Regions from separate parts of the Mus musculus genome. Here region 1 is linked to region 2. A link is a contact called in public HiChIP or PLAC-seq data. All regions are on one chromosome and are shown on one strand. Each heading gives the region's core, a stretch centred on a gene start, on an enhancer-like site or on the middle of the called end of the contact. The rest is flanking DNA. Distances are from core to core; before and after follow the strand shown.

Region 1 (5,390 bases), core at 1,495-3,994, 760 kb after region 2:
ATGCAACCAGCTGTGCCCGGAACATAGAAACAAGGTCAGAGAATAGAACGGGGCCGGGCTGCCCTCAGTGGTAGGGCACTTCTTTACCTGGCATGCATACAGCTTGGTTGCCATGTCAAACACTGCATAACTAACAAACTAAGTAAATGCATTTAACAGGTCTTCTCTGTTGTCAAGGGCTGGAATTTGTGTTAGTTACTTTGCTTTACCCTGGGACTGACCAGATACCTAGCAGAGTTCATTTAAGTCAAGAGGGGTTTATTTTGGGCTGGTGGGATGGCTCAGTGGGACTGCTCTTCCGAAGGTCCGAAATTCAAATCCCAGCAACCACATGGTGGCTCACAACCATCCGTAATGAGATCTGACTCCCTCTTCAGGAGTGTCTGAGGACAGCTACAGTGTACTTATATATAATAAAAATAAATTTAAAAAAAAAAGAGCGGTTTATTTTAGTTCTCGGTACAATTTAGGGGACACCGTGGCAGGGTATGTAACAACTGCTAGTTACGTGGCTCCAACCAGAAAATAGAGCCTGTAATGTTCACAGGCTGTTCCTACAGCCTCAGTTTACCAGCCAGGCCTTATGTCCAGAAGGTTCTACAACCTTCCAGAGCAGCACCACCAGCAGGGACATTGTGTCCAAACACATGGCTTGTGAGGACACTTCACTTTCAAACTCTAACAGGATTGAGCTGGGGCCTTGCCTTGACTAAACAAGTATTCTCCGCTAAGCTACATCCTGAAACATTGCTCTAGTCTAAAAGCCCCTAGCAATTTCCAATGCAAAACCCAGAGCAGAGTACTATCTGAGGTAAGAAGGGACAGAGGCTAGACTACCCTAGAACTTAGCCCAGAGCCCGACCTCTTCGCTGCTACACTGATGACATAAACTATGGAACAAATAGGAGCTTCCAAAGCAGCCATGCAGCACATGATTCTATCCATGCAGTGAGCCAAAGCCAGTGATACTGGTAACTTCCTGCCCACACGCAAATGGCACGGTGGCAGTGCAGTGTGTCAGCATCCACCAGCCAGGCTCTGCTTCACACATTAGTTTTCCAGTCTGTCCAGTCTCTCTAAGAGTTGCTTTCCCGAGCCGGTGTGTGTCACTATTATAACGCGCTGTCCAGAGCAGATAATGAAGCAGCGTGTTGGTTACTACTTCTAGGAGGACAGCTCCTCACCACACACTGAGCACTAACTCAGCCTCTGTAGGTCTATTCGCTGATAGGCCATGGTGCTGAGCAAGACGCAGTCCTCAGCCCATGGAGTCTGTGGAAATAGCAGACGCAACAAAGGAACTTAAGTAGAAAGTTTGGGGTGCTGTAAGATATCACAGCAGAAAGGAGGGATCCAGCTGGGACACAGAGGTCTACTTTCCAGAAGGGATATGGTTAGACCAAGACCTGAGCCAAAAGCAGGTGGGGAAGAGAACTTTCTAGGTAGAAGGAATTAAATGTGTTGGGAGTCCTTGGGTAAGCAAAGGCCCGTGCTCTGTGGGCTATGGGTGGCTTGCTGTGGATGGTTCCGCAAGCAGTGGGACCAAACTTGGACCCCTCAGAGACTGTGTGGGGCCCACTGAGGGCTGCAGAGGGGAACCGCCAAGATCTGGTTCTGATGCAGAGCTGAGTTGAGGGTGTGGTAGAACACTGGTGGGAGGCGGGGAGATGGAGTGAGAAATGGCTGCCCTTGGAGTTGAAGACAGGAGGATGGATCTCATCCAGGAGCTGCTCCAGAGGGCCCTGGGAAGGACGTGGTGGTTGGTGGAATTGGCCCGATTTCTCGTGTCAGGTAATAGCGTTGGCTAGGATGAGGGTTTGCAGACAGGAGCAGGTTAAGGAAGCCTCCCGAGGCTGTGAGGCTAGGTTCTAAGAGAATGGGCTGTAACTCGGATTCCTGATTCAGCAGCCTAGAAGTGTTTGGTAAGCCACAGGAAGGTAAGGAGTGTAACTCAGTGGCACAGTTACTGCCTGGAATATATGAGGGCCTGAGTTCCATCCCCAGCACACAAGAAAATCCATGGCAGGGTACAGATGACACTGTCCAGAAAATCTGTGAAGTAAGCAGAGGATTGTACCCAACAGGGTTCTCCAGGAGCTGCTACCAACCTTGTGTAGGCAGAGGGGTGCCAGGAAATCGACAGGCAGTCGGTTACCAGAGAACAGAAGCAGGAAGGTGGCACCCAAAAGTCAGAGGCAGACAGCAGAATCTAGGGCAGCCACACAAGTGAGCTTGGGGCTGAAGGCAGCTGCTTGACCTTGTCTTCATCTCAGCCACATCAGAGGTCGGGGGAGCACTGCCTGCTTGGGGGCGAGGGGCTGGGGTTGGGGGGCAAAGCCTAGGAAGCCTTAAAGTCCTTTGTCAGGAGGTGGCAAGGGAAGGGACTGCTGGAGCTGAGACGCTGAGAAGTGGGAACAGATGACAAGCAGAAACCGGTTGAAGATGGAGGGGAAAGGATACTGCTGATGTGGGTAGCCTTCTAGGTGACCTGACAGGAAGTTGAGGGAGGTCCCATCTGATGGCTCCTGTCTGTGAACTGGCCAGCAGTCTTGGGAGGAAGTTGATAAGCAGTTCCCACAGCCCAGCAATGGGATGGGGGAAAATAAGTAGCTGCTGGTGGAGGGTTTGCATGGCAAGGGCAAGGGCATAGGCAAATTGCTGTGCTGGGCTAGAGGGCAGGGGAAGTGAAAGCAGGAAGACAGATGCTGGGGCCATCGGCATTAGCAACTCGCAGGAGTCGGAGTGAGTACTCAGCCAGCATGTGCCACACCGCAGGTTACAACAGCACCATGGGTGACACATGTGGCGACAGTTCCCAGGCCTGCCTGCGCCTCACAAGTGAAAATGCAGGCTTTAAGCCAGGTGTGGGGGGTACGCGCCTTTAATCCCAGCACCTGGAAAGCAGAGGCAGGAGGATCTCTGTGAGTCAGAGGCCTGCCTGGACTACAGAGTGAGCTCCAGACTAAAGCTATGTCTCAAACACAGGGTATCAAACCAGGTGAGGTGCACACTGTAATCCCAGCACTAAGGCCATGGCAGTCAGAGGATCAGAAGTTCACTGTCTGTGCTAAGGAGATGACTTGGTGGTTAAGAGCACTGGTAGCTCTTCTAGGAGATCTGGGCTCAATCCCTAACCCTCATGTGTGGCAGTTCACAAACACCTGTAACTCCACTCCAGGGGATCTAATGCCCTCTTCTGGCTTCTGGACACATACATGCAGACAGTACACTCAGACACATAAAATAAATAATTTTTAAAAAACCTAAGTACTGACTGGAGAGATGACTCAGCGGGTAAGAGCACTGACTGCTCTTCCGAAGGTCCTGAGTTCAAATCTCAGCAACTACATGGTGGCTCACAACCATTCATAATGAGATCTAATGCCTTCTTCTGGAGTGTCTGAAAACAGCTATGGTATGCATACATATAATAAATATTTTTTTAAATTAAGTTCTACATGATCATTCTCAGCTACATACTAAGGTTGGACAATAGCCTAGATTACATGACACCTTGCTTTAAAATAAATAAGGGGCTAGAGAGATGGTTCCATGGTTAAGAGCACTGACTGCTCTTCCAAAGGTCCTGGGTTCAGTTCCCAGTAACCACATGGCAGCTCACAACTGTCTGTAACTTCTGTTCCAGGAAATCTGACACCCTCACATAGACATACATGCAGGCAGGACACCAGTGTACATAAAATAATTTTTTTTTAATTTAAAAATAATAAAGGCTGGGAAGATGGCTCACAGGGTGGCCCTTACCACTTGAGCCTAAGGAGCCAATCTCCAGAACCTGCGTGGGTATAAATGCCAGGTAGGCATGGCGATTTGCTTATAATTCTGTACTCAAGAGACAGGTCCCTGAGGCAAGGTGGCGAGCAGGAACAGCAAGCTCTGGCTTCAGTTGAGAAGCACTGCCTCAGTGAATAAAGAAAACATCCAGTGTTACTTTTTGGCCTGCATGTGCACACACATGAACGTGCATAGCTGGATACCACATAAATAAAGAAAAACTACAGTCTCCTCTCTCTTCCTGGTACCCAGTATGTAGCCTCAGGCTCAAGTGTGACTCTTCTGTAGTCAGATTTGGAAGTCATTTGGAACAAAGGAGCAGCAGCAAGCAGAGACTATTCAGTGTGGCAGCTGCAGGCCCGCCCTAGTCCAGGAGGCTGCAGAAGCAGGCTGGGAGCTGGGTATGAGGAGGGTGGCAAAGACAATTTCATAGTGATAAGTCCAGGCTGTGGGTGGAAGGATGCTCCAGTTAGCCCAGCAGAGGGGAAAGTGTCAAAACCAGTGTTCCAAGCCCAGGGAACAGCATGTGCAAAGACAAGGCCACATCTGTTGAACTCTGGTCACTTGGTGTAGCTGGAACACACACCGTGTAAACAGGGAGTGGTGTGGTGTCTCAGGAGGAGGAAGCAAGAAGAACATTGTTCTGAGCCTCTTTCCCTGTGCCCCACTTTCCACCAGAAGAGCCAGAGGATGTCTACAAGAGACTCTTCCATAAAGGCCAGGAAAACAGGCTCCAAGGCTGGCGGCAGAGGCACTGCCTGGTCCAGCGCATCAGGTGTAGTCTGCAGACCACTAGGAGGGGAGCAGTCCAGTCGTTTTGCTTGGACTAGAACTTGGCACCGCAGCTTCGAAGTTATTTATTTGCTTTAGGGGAAAGGCGTATGTCCTAAGCTGGGAGAGAATTACTGAAGGACCCTCCCTTCCGGGCTCACAGCCAAAAGTCAGGATAAGAGGCAGCCTAGAGTGAGCCCATTCAGAGGAGAGTACCGACTTTGTGGGCAGTTGTTTTTCTCCCACATTGCTGCTTCTCCCTCCCTTCCTGGGGCCCTAAAAGCCTCAGTTGACCCCCCAGCCCCATCTCTCCCTTATTTTCAGAGGTTTCTGAACAAGCACAGGAAAGTAAGCCATGGACGTTTAATTTGTTCAGCAGACCCCCAAAGTCACACTGGGGCTGACTGGGTCTCAATATCCACTCAGCTCTTTACTGAGCCTCAAAAACAAGAGTCCATCTAGATCACCCTACAAAGTCAGGGTGCACTCAAAACAAACAGCAGCTGAAAGACAACTCAGGACACTCCCATCCCTGCCCTGTGTCACTGCCAAGAGAGAACCAGGTCTCACCCTGTGGCCCCATTCTCAGACCGCATCCAGACAGCAGGAGATGGGAGGTCAGAGCCTGTGGAGAGCCAGGCCTGCAGCAGAAATACAAGGGTATGGCCTCCAGAAACCCCAGACTCAGGAGGACTCAGGAACTAAAAGAGAAGCTGAGGGAAGGAGAGGACCTAAGTTTATAGTCTGCAATTATAAACTCCTGACAGCCACAGGAGTCCTCACTAAGCTACTAGGAACACCCAGGCTTTAATCCCAGAGGCCTG
Region 2 (5,216 bases), core at 1,797-4,296:
ATTTGACCCTGGGCCAGTGTCCTTGGGGACTTTGAGGAGTGGAGATGGTACTTAGCCAATCTGCTGGCCTGCTGAGGTGGGGGGTGGGAGGGTGTTTACTAAATTAACAGGAGCAGGACTATGTCCTTGGGGCTGATGGAGAGACGGCTCAGAGGTTAAGAACACTTGGTACTCTTACAGAGGACCCAAGTTCAATTCCCAGCACCCATGTGGTGGCTCACAACCATCTGTAAGTCCAATTCTAGCAGATCCAATGCCCTCTTCTGGCCTCTGTGGAATGCATGTGGCTCTCTCTCTCAATATAAATACATTTTTTAAAAAATTTAAAGAGAAAAAAAGGGAGGCCAGAGGAGAGGGCCCCAGAAAATGGTACATTGTTAAGTATCTTAGGGTTTTACCGCTGTGAACAGATACCATGCATGACCAAGGCAACTTTTATAAAGGCAAACATTTAATTGGGGCTGGCTTACAGGTTCAGAGGTTCAGTCCACTATCATCATGGCAGGAAGCATGGCAGCATCCAGGCAGGCATGGTGAGGAAGGAGCTGAGAGTTCTACATCTTGTTCAGAAGGCAAACAGGAGAAGACTGACTTCCAGGCAGCTGGGAGAAAGAACTTAAATCTCACGCCCACAGTGACACACTTACTACAACAAGGCCACACCTACTCTCACAAGGCCACACCTACTCCAACAAGGCCACACCTACTCCAACAAGGCCAAACCTTCCAATAGTGCCACTCCCTGGGCCAAACATATACAAACCACCACAGTAAGAAAGGCAGGTGGCAAACAGAAAATAGGGTAAGATGGAACTCTGGCCTGAATCCATTCCATTGCTTCCTAGCCAGTCACAGGCTGTGGCCTATAATGTAAACGCCTCCTGTCATTGTAAGGAGTGAGGACCATGTGTCCTCTTCTCACAGTTGGCGTGGGTATGTGTGAGGAACCTGCTGGTGGCTGCTCAGATGAACAGGGCTGCAGCCCACATTCGTGTTAGGTAGGGTACCTGTTGAATACTTAGCTCCTAGCCCTATCCTTCAGACTCGCCTCCCAAGGTGCAGATGTGGCCAGCTGTCAGGGGGACCAGAGCTGCAAGATGACTGTTCCCAGTATAGAGACACGACTGTCCTAGAGAGAGACAGATTTCTTGACATAGATTTCTTCTCAAATGGAAGAGGGATAGTCTGTTGGGTCATGAACTTTTTAAAAAATCAAATCCTAGCTATCCCTCACCCTTCACACACTCCAAAGAGAACTAAGGCACCTGCCTGAGCCCGGCCACTTCTCAAAAGGAGATAGCAGTGGTCAGGAGGCTGCTAGGGACTCTAGATATTGGCCATAGAGTTCGGGTAGGTGGCCATCAGGCGTAAGGGTCAGCTGCCCCACTCCATGCCAGCTACCCATTGCTCGGCCTGCGTGGATGGCTGCTGTAAGCCATTTGTGAAAACCCAGAACCAAAACTGAGTCATTTTGTAAGTTCCCCTGTCTACCCTCTGTCACTAACCACAGTCCAGCCAGCATGGTTCCCAGTGTCTAACACCTGTGATGCCCCTCCCCCACTGTGATGCCCCTCCCCCACCTGTGACGCCCCTCCCCCTTTTGTTCTGCTTCCTGTGAAGCTGTCAGTCACAGCTCTGGCCCCCTCTGCAGCTCTCCCTCCCTTTTTTATCTCTTCCCACCTGCTTACCATCCTGGGCTCCATCTGTACGGCTGGCCGCTCAGGCCCATCCATCCCTTCCTCTCCCCCACCTCTCTCTGTCTGTCTTTGATGTTATTTCCTTTTGCATATATCTTTAGACTCTAGAGGCAATCTCCCCAGCATGATTGATAGAAAGAAGCCTGGGCCAAAGTGGTCGATGTCTTTTTATTTATTTATTTATTTATTTATTTATTTATTTTTTTGGTTTTTCGAGACAGGGTTTCTCTGTATAGCCCTGGCTGTCCTGGAACTCACTTTTTAGACCAGGCTGGCTTCGAACTCAGAAATCCACCTGCCTCTGCCTCCCAAGTGCTGGGATTAAAGGCGTGCACCACCACCGCCTGGAGGTCGATGTCTTTTTAATGTGGTTCATCGTTGTGAGTGAGCGGAGAGCAAAGCCAATTAGAGGCTTTGTACAAACTCAAAGTACTTTTCTTTTTTAAGATTTGTTTTATTTTATATATGTGAGTATACTGTTGGTCTCTTCAGATACCAGAAGAGGGCTTTGGACCCCATTACAGATGGTTGTGAGCCACCACGTGGTTGCTGGGAATTAAACTCAGGACCTCTGGAAGAGCAGTCAGTGCTCTTAACCACTAAGCCGTCTCTCCAGCCCCAGAGTACTTCTCCTAAGGGCAGTCTTCAGCTGAGAAAGTTCTGCAGGGACAGTGGAGGGTCTGGGTTTCCATTAGATTGTCAGTGGTGTGTGAGCGTGAGTGTGTGTGTGTGTTTGTGTGTGTGTATGTCTTTCTCTGTGTTGGTGTCTATGTGTCTATGTGTGAGTGAGTATATCTCTGTGTGTCCATGTGAGTCTGTGTGTGTGTCTGTACATGTTTGCGTGAGTGTATGAGTGTGTCTCTGTGTGTCTGTGTGTGAGTGAGTGTGTCTGTGTGAAGTGTATGTGTGTGTCTGTCTGTATCTCTGTGTTTACATGTGTGTTTGTGTGAATGTGTCTGTGTATGAGTGTGTCTCTCTGTGTGTCTATATCTGTGTTTGTGTGAATGTGTCTGTGTGTGTATGTGTCTGAGTGAGTATGTCTTGTGTGTATGTATGTCTGTGTGAGTGTGTGTGTCTATATGAGTGTGTGTATGTGTCTGTGTATGAGTATGTGTCTGCTGTGTATGAGTATGTGTGTGTGTCTGTGTGTGTGTGTATGAGTATGTGTGTGTGTCTGTGTGTGAGTGTGTATGTGAATGAGTGTACACATGTGTGTGCACCTGAATACGGTCACAACCTGTAGCTCTGACCACCACATGAATCTTCAGAGAAGTTTGTGGCCACAATGGAAACGCTGTGTGTGTAGGAGGAAGCACCTGGCAGGGCTAGCAGAGAGGCCCTGAACAGCCATGTCTCAGGCATGGCCCTTGTCCCTCAGATACATGGGCCCCACCTAGGGTCTATAGAAGCTGCCCTGTGTAGACATGGCTAAATGAGTTATAGGGGTTTTCTAAGGCCACCTTCCAATGTCCCCATGGCTTAGGAAGAAGAGAGACAAGCAGACTTGGACACTCATAGTGACTGTCTCTGGTGTGTGTGTGTGTGTGTGTGTGTGTGTGTGTGTGTGTTTCTCAGGCTCCTTTTTCTCTGGTCCTTCCTTCTGTGCCCCCCACCCCCCAGCCACTGTTTGGCTGGCTGTTTCCGGAGCGGGAGGAATAGAAAGAGGAACAGGAGAGATGTTGGCTTGTCCTACTGGGGCCTAGAGAAAGCTTGGCAGGGGTGGAGTGGGGTGGGTAGAAAGCACACTGCTGTGTTATACCTCCTCCTGAGGCAGGAGGATCATGGTTTGGGAGAGCCAGCCTTGGTTTGTGGGTTTTACTCTTATTAGTGAAGAGGAGCTTTGTGTCCATCTTTAAAAGTGAAGACATTAGCCAGGTGGTGGTGGCGCACGCCTTTAATCCAAGCACTCGGAAGGCAGAGGCAGGTGGATCTCTGAGTTCCAGGCCAGCCAGGACTATACAGAGAAACCTTGTTTTGAAAAACAAAAACAAACAAACAAACAAAAAAAGAGTAATGAGGGCAGGAGAGATGAGGACCTGAGGTCAGAGTCCCAGTACACACATAAAAATCCCACATGAGCAGTACGTGCGTGTAACTGCAGCCTTGAGGGAATCCAGGGTGCTTGCCAGCCAGTCTAGCCAAATCTGTGACCTCCAGGTTCAGCAGGAGACCCTGACTCAAAAATAAAATGAACACCTGGCATTGCCCTCTGACCTTCACACTCATAAATACCCATAAGAACACATACCACCCATGTATATATGTGTGTGTAAAATGAGATGAGACAGGGCCAGCCTGTAAAATCATCCTGTGAGGTCCCTGATACAGAGATCAAATACTTCAGGCTTGCCGGGCCCCAGGATACTCAGTAAAGCTACCATCGCAGGCAGGAGTGACAGGTGGGACCACATCCCTGTGTTTGCAGAAGGATGAGGGCCACCCTTGGCCCTCAGACTGGCTTTAGCCTACCTGTGTTGGTGCTACAGGCCTGGGCACAGATCAGCTTGTACAGGGTTGGGAGGTGCGTGTGGATGCCTCCCAGATGGGGCAGGTCTTTCTCTCTAACCCCACAGCCTGTCAAACTGGGAGGCTGGAACCAAGGCTCCGGGGAAGAACATCTTGCAGCCTTTGGGGTCTTAGGACCCTTGGCACCCCTGGGTCTGCCTTCCCCTCCCCCACCTCGTGTGCACAGCCTCTCTTTTAATGTGTGCCCTATGCTTTGGATATGAAGTTTACCTCCCTTCAAGGAAGGAAGATCCAAGACTTCCTTTCCAAATCAGGGCTCACCCCAGGGCCCTAAGGCTACCCTAGATCAGAGCGGGACTCCTGGACTCACTGTGGAAGGTGTAACAGATGATGTCAGAAGCATGAGGCTAGAGATGACCTGGCTGGGGGGGGGGGGGGGCTGGGACCCCATGCAGGAACAGTTTCCCATGGCAGCTTGGGAAGAAGGCAGGCAGAGCTCCCTACAGGGAGGACAGAGCCAAGGCTTTCTAGGAGTGCTAAGAAAAAGGAAGTAAAGAGCTGGCGGGGAGGGGGGCAGTGAGGTCAAAGTACCTTTTTTTTTTTTTTTTTTTTTTTTTTTTTTGGTTTTTCGAGACAGGGTTTCTCTGTATAGCCCTGGCTGTCCTGGAACTCACTTTGTAGACCAGGCTGGCCTCGAACTCAGAAATCCACCTGCCTCTGCCTCCCGAGTGCTGGGATTAAAGGTGTGCGGCCACCACGCCTGGCTTTTTTTTTTTTTTTTTTTTTTTTTTTTTTTTTTTTAAAGCTCTTGACCCACAGAGAAGGAAGAGCCAGCCAACAGAAATTGGGAGTCAGGCGGTCTTGTGCAATGGCTCGGCAGCAGAGGGAAGAGAGACAGTGATGGGGAGGGAAGAAGGAGTGCTCCCCTTCTGGTGGGGAGGGAAGAAGAAGTGCTCCTGCCTCCATGCAGACAGGGAAAGTAGGGCCTTCCAGGAGACTGGGGAGCTCTGCTGATCGTCTGGAAGGAACTATAAAGTATGGACAGGGACAGAG

What was found. HiChIP or PLAC-seq counts read pairs in DNA pulled down with a chosen protein or histone mark.
Region 1: a contact with region 2 is called in an H3K27ac HiChIP or PLAC-seq map of microglia, with 5 times the contacts expected there. The contact joins two enhancer-like sites. A contact is called at or near these places in 1 of 39 promoter capture datasets (pre-B cells) and 2 of 115 datasets of contacts at active chromatin or transcription factors (bone marrow-derived dendritic cells and microglia).

The regions. Positions count from the first base shown.
Region 1 is chr10:59,978,290-59,983,679 of GRCm38.p6, reverse strand. No RefSeq gene overlaps it. Among named protein-coding and RNA genes, the nearest start is that of Ascc1, 22 kb to the left of the region's middle. Within about 2 kb of position 2,744, at least 182 of the 459 cell types and tissues checked have an H3K27ac peak or open chromatin away from gene starts, as enhancers often do. A contact at or near this core is called in microglia, where this site is marked.
Region 2 is chr10:60,737,946-60,743,161 of GRCm38.p6, reverse strand. All of the region lies in intron 2 of Slc29a3 (solute carrier family 29 (nucleoside transporters), member 3), which reads left to right. Among named protein-coding and RNA genes, the nearest start is that of Slc29a3, 12 kb to the left of the region's middle. Within about 2 kb of position 3,046, at least 74 of the 459 cell types and tissues checked have an H3K27ac peak or open chromatin away from gene starts, as enhancers often do. A contact at or near this core is called in microglia, where this site is marked.